Regions from separate parts of the Gossypium hirsutum genome. Here region 1 is linked to region 2. A link is a contact called in public Hi-C data. All regions are on one chromosome and are shown on one strand. The core of a region is the stretch at or near the end of the contact, and the rest is flanking DNA. Distances in the headings are between cores, read along the strand shown. Region 1 holds the start of LOC107889576 (MTOR-associated protein MEAK7). Region 2 holds the start of LOC107889433 (protein TRANSPARENT TESTA 9).

The links. Hi-C and Micro-C count contacts between places; a contact is called where the count stands out from the background.
Region 1: a contact with region 2 is called in a Hi-C map of leaf, with 1.5 times the contacts expected there. The contact joins the promoter of LOC107889576 here to the promoter of LOC107889433 in region 2. A contact is called at or near these places in 2 of 34 Hi-C or Micro-C datasets (both in leaf).

The regions. Positions count from the first base shown.
Region 1 is chrA09:72,883,620-72,886,609 of Gossypium_hirsutum_v2.1, reverse strand. LOC107889576 (MTOR-associated protein MEAK7) reads right to left here and starts at 1,712. Exons shown (of 8, transcript XM_016814051.2): 1 at 1,543-1,712; 2 at 1,308-1,410; 3 at 1,081-1,185; 4 at 398-483; 5 at 1-167. The coding sequence starts at 1,685. LOC107889578 reads left to right here and starts at 1,819. Exons shown (of 3, transcript XM_016814055.2): 1 at 1,819-2,225. The coding sequence starts at 2,067.
Region 2 is chrA09:72,702,303-72,705,037 of Gossypium_hirsutum_v2.1, reverse strand. It overlaps LOC107889433 (protein TRANSPARENT TESTA 9), which reads left to right and starts at 1,429. Exons shown (of 21, transcript XM_041076652.1): 1 at 1,429-1,706; 2 at 1,972-2,023; 3 at 2,336-2,412; 4 at 2,504-2,637. The coding sequence starts at 1,654.

The DNA.
Region 1 (2,990 bases), core at 463-2,962, 180 kb before region 2:
AATCCTCAAAAGACATACTTTTATCACGTCCCTCATGATCCTTTGAGAATGTTGCAGCATTAAGAAAAGTGTACACCATGTAGCAATGTGAACTTGATTCTGGTTGAGAACCTTTCAGTTGGAATACATGATTAAACATGTTGACTAGAACAGAGTCTAAGTCAGACCTGTCTTTGAGAAGAAGCCTTATAAGTTAGAAGGTCTCTGACACGATAGAGATAGAAATTCAAGAGGCTTCCAACCATTAGATGGTAAAAGTAATCTATAACTAGAAAATTTGTTCCTTCATTAGGTTTCATGTATTGGGAAATAAATGTGGCAGCAACAATTTTAAAGGCTAGGAAAAAGTGAGTTGGTGAAGTGAAGAAAACATTACTACAAGCAATCACCATTCTACCTTGTCAAAATTTCATCAGCTGTGACATCCAACAATCGATAAATAAACTCCTCAATCTCATCATTTGGTCCTTTCACATAAGTACCCTACAAAACATGAAACATAAAATGAATAGGTCTGCAAGCTCAATTCAGAACAGCCATTAACCTAGGTCTCCCGTAGCTGTTGTTCTAGTTACTGCCTTTTGATACTTATTTTCTCCTTCAAAAGTTACTAAAAAGAAAAATTGTAGCAGTTGATTAAGAATAAACAAAAAAAAGTAAAAAATTAAGAAACACTTAAACTTAGTTGCCATTCCACATTGAAGCAAAGCCATGCATTTGGTCATTCACAAAATGTTGATTTTTAACTTTAATTAATAAAGAAAACATAGAGGATTTTCCGTTTTTACTTTCATAAATAAAAAGCCAATAACAAAAGCAACCAAACAAGCTATACATAACCAACTAGATTTGTTTCTTAATCATTTGTGCTCAGCAATGATAACCAACAATAAAATTTTCAATCCATGCTACTCGGATTTGGGGTGAGCATCGAATACAATATACTCAATTTCTTTTCTAAATTTTTTTCATATTTTTCATGGATCATACCAACTGCTAGACACAGATATTTTTGAAACAATGAAGAGAATATAGTTTCCAACAAAATTTAAAAAAGAGGACGAAAGAGAAGATAATTACTTTAGTGATCACCAGGTCTTCAAAGGTAAGCTTATCGTCTTTGCGGCCCTGCGTGGCCAAATCGAACATTCTCTCCCCGAGAGGACCTTTCAACCCAAAGTAAACCTACAACCAATATAGTACTTTCGTAATTAAAAGGGGAAAAAAAACTCAAGAACATAAATGGAATCAAAACAAAACATTCATAACTATAAATGGGTAGATCCAAAAAACAAGAAAAAGAAAACCTGAAAGACAGATGAAGAAACATATTGACCGTTGGTCTGTGACCGTGCAGCCAGGGAATTGAAGAGCGATTTGAGATCCTCTAATTCCTTTGGTGTAAAAGCTCTAAGACATATTAATGTTTTCGTTAGTTTAATTATACCAATAAAATAAATAAAAGCAGTTCTTTCAAGTAAAAAGAGAGAAAAAAGAATTCAGACATTAAAGCAGAGAGAGATAGTTTGAAGAAAGAACTACCTTGAAGCAGAATTGAAACGAGGATTTGGTGGAGGTGACTGGCTGTTCCCCATTCTTCCTTTTTTCCTGGCTAGTTCATTTCTTTTCGTTTTTCCTTCCCATATTTTTTTCTTGTTCTTCATTGGGCTGACTTTGTTTTCCATGTCTAAAGCCCAAACTATTTTGGGCTGGAGCCATTTCCTAATTGCCAGGACAGTGATTTATATTTTGTTTGAATACGTAATAGTTCTAATTTTATAAGTGAAGTTTAGAAGCTTGTATTACTCCATTAATTTTCCATACAAAATTCGAAAACTTATATGGTTATTAAAATAAATAAAATATTAAAAGTTTTTAGAATAATTTTCCATTTCGTCAGTCTCGGCTACTTTGATCTGCGGCAGTTCTTTCTTTCTTTCAGTTTTTTGTTGGGTATTGCTTGCCATAAATCGCTGGCAATAGTTTTTTTTCAATTGCTCGAAACACCCAAACGGGAAAAAAGTAGAATTAAGAAAAAAATAGATCGGGTTAAACAGATGTGAGCAATGTCGAGACCTTGGCTTCTCGTTTTTCTAGTGTTCGTAATAGTATTCACTTCTCAGTTCGAATGGAAGCAGCAATTCGATGAAGAAATTGAACCAACCTCCACCGTTTCTGTCAAAGACCAATACGTTTCGAAACGCCAAGAATCAGTCAAAGAAAAGGTTTCGCCTATCCCTTCTTTTAGTGCAATTTTATCTTCTTCTTCTTTCTTTCTATCCCGAAACATAAATTAGGTCTTCAATTGTTGTTAATTTACATTGTTATTCATTTTTCCCAGTATTTGTTACCTTCCAAATGGTATAATGATTAAAAAGTGATGTGAATTATGGTTTCGTTTCTTTTAGTCTTTTAATTCTGCTAAGTAATTGAATGAAACAATGTTTTTTCATTTTGCCAATATGGCTTTTTCATCTTTCCTAACAAGGAAATTAGACCATAGTTTACTCCTAAAAATGGTTTAAAAAGCTTGAAATGGGTTTCGTTATAGAGTTAACTCTAATAGTGTTGTTTTTCCTATTTGTTGCTAGTTCATTCTCTAGTTGATTGCTAGTTCATTAATCTGGTTAGAATTATAGAGATCCAAGTCTCTGTGGATGGGATAAACTAGTCTAGTTCAGTTAGCTAGGATTGATTATTGCTATGAATAGTCAAACCAACTGGTTTCTGTAATTTGTTATTAGTCATCAGTCTCTGGATTCTTTTTCCCTGTACTTCTGCTAGAGAGTTGAAAACGAAGTCCTTGGAGACATCACAGACTTGTTGTGTAGGAGAGTAACCATCCCTTTGTTACCCTTTAATACTTGCTTTGCCATTCTTTGAATTACTTATAAAACAACCTTGTTTCTTTAACCTAGAAATAGCTTGCCATTTTCCATTGCCTGCAAGCACAGCAAATTGATATTCATAAGGTGGTATTTTGTTGCCAG
Region 2 (2,735 bases), core at 180-2,679:
AATCAATTGAGCAAATCTCTCAATACAAAGAACAAACATATAAGGAGAGAAAAGATCGCCTTGACGGATAACTCGAGATGGTGTAAAAACTCTAGATAACTCTCCATTCCAAATAGCCTGCATAGTCGAAAAGGTAACATAATTTGTGATAACATGTATCAATGGAGTGGGAAGCCCAATATATGACAAAGTGTCTTCAATGAATCCCCAATCGAGCCTGTCATAAGTCTTCTCTAAATCAAATTTAACAACCATCCACCCTTATTGGATTTTTTATACATAGAGTGAATAATTTCTTACGTTATAATAATATTGTCCGTTATACTCTAGCCTAGTACGAAACTTGATTGATTAGGAAGAATCCACATTGGCATTAGCAATTTCCTAATAGATTTATCAAAAAACATAAAGATATAAATACCATCAAAATGATACATATTTGTTGCTTTGCAAAAGAAATGAGCCTTTAGTAATTTCCTAATAGAGTTGAAATCCAATTAATAGCTAGCACCAACTCAATTAGCCCCTCAATATATAGTATAAATTATATTTATTCTTAAAAAATTATTATAAATTTGTGATGTTTCATAAGAATATATGTTTATCATAAAGATAAGAATCTTTATAGTTCGAATTCTGATCAATTTAAGTTAATAATAAAAAATTAATATTTAAAATAAAGGTTGAGTTGATTATTATTTATAGCAATAAATTCAAAATTAATTAATGATGAAATGTTATTGAAAAATTTTAAAGGGAAAACAACAGTTGATTGTCAGCCTGAAAATGTGCAGAAGCTCATGATATGAGAATGTAGAAGCTCATGACATGGTTTGAATTTGTGGCGGTTGTGTTCTTTTCCACCTTTTTTTTGGATATAACTTAGATTTTCAATCATGCGTTCATACTTTTTGATTTGTATTTCTTTGAACTTTATTATCTCTGAGTTGCAATTTTATTCTTCTTTTCTGTGTAAAGATTTGAAAATTGATTAGGCCAATGAATCTCTAAAAAAATATAAATATGATTTTTATCTGTATTTATAAAAGTGTGATAAACCTCAAAAATATATATAAATATTGATTTAATATGTAAATTTTAATTTTTTATAATTTTATATATAAAAATTTAATTTAATTTATTTTTCATAAATTGTTAACACAGTTATTGATATAAGATTATTTTATATTTTATAATGTATACATAAATAATTATATTTATTTTATATAAAATTAATTTAATGTATTTATTTTTTAGTAAAATCAAAAATCGAAAAAAAAAATTAAGAAACATTTGTTGTTAATAAAATAATTTCTATTTTTAGGAAAAAAAAAGAAGAAGAAGAAGAAGATTTCGATTTGGTTATAGGTTCCAGTAGTAAAGTTGACGTGAAATTTAAAAAACGTTGAACGTTAGTTGGCACGAGCAGGACACGGCATTTATACCAAAACCAAAGCAAAAGCCTCACTCCAGTTCCCATGCCGCGCGGACCCAACTCAACCGTAAAATCTCATCTTCCAGTAAGCCAAAATTTGTTCCCCCTCTGCAATTTCTCTTCTTCTATTCCTCGAGGGTTTCTTTCCTCTCTATAATAATAATAATAATAATAATAATAATAATAATAGAAAAACAAGATCTCTCTCATTTTTCACGATGTGGCGCTCGCTTTGGCGATCCATCGATCGCTTCTCTCTTCAGCATTTCAAGTAATTCCTCTCTCTCCCTCTCAAATATTTTATTATGCTTACACAAGTTCAAACTCTAATTAAGTGTATTCCATTAAATTACAATGTGGTGCTGATTTTTCTTCTTTTGAATTTTGTTAATGTTTCTCGTAATTGTGATTATTTTAATTAGGTTTCAGCAGTTACTTTTTCCTCACATTATCGTATCGATTCTTCGTCGATTGTCATTGCGATGATTATTATTTTAACGATTTTTAAAAAAAAAAATTCTTGTTCGTGGATATAGATCTGTAATTACCGAATTGCGGCAGATCAAAGTTGTCAATGCGCAGAACAGGGTAACTTCTTTTACTTTTAAAGAATTTTATGGTAGTGCTATTTCAGAGTGTTATTCTTTGTATATAGTGACGGTGAAGGTTGAAAACTCCATGAGTAGGTTCATATGTTCTCCACGTATCTGTTTAATTATAAATATGGACGTCAAATTTCAACTGATTAAGTTCGGATATATAGTTAAATGGGCAAGTGACTACTGAACCCGCTTGTGGAGTTTTTGAATTTTAGTGTCTTGGTGTATTGGATAATATTCATAATGATTAGTATATGAACTTCTTCCCAAAATATCCCTCTTTGTTCTTTCTCGTGTGCAGGATACAGTGGTAGATCTTCTACAAACGATTGTAGAGATAGTGACATATGGTGACAGACAAGATCCATTAATATTTGAGTATGCCTTACTCAGGAAACGTCTTCTCTTGTAATGATAATGTCTCTCGGTATATTTGTGAATAAATCTGAGTTCCATCAATTTGTTGTAGATGTTTCATGGAATACCAAGTTTTAGCAGAGTTTGTACGGGTACTAAAGATCAGTACAAGTTCAACAATTGAGGCTCCATTGCTTCAATATCTAAGCATAATGATCCAAAACATGGATAGTGAACATGCAATTTGTAAGATGCTTAGTGCCATAGATATGTATGTTAAAACTTCTTGGTTGTTTTTCTCTCTGTCTTTCTGTTTGCATGTTTCCAGAAATGATATCAAATAT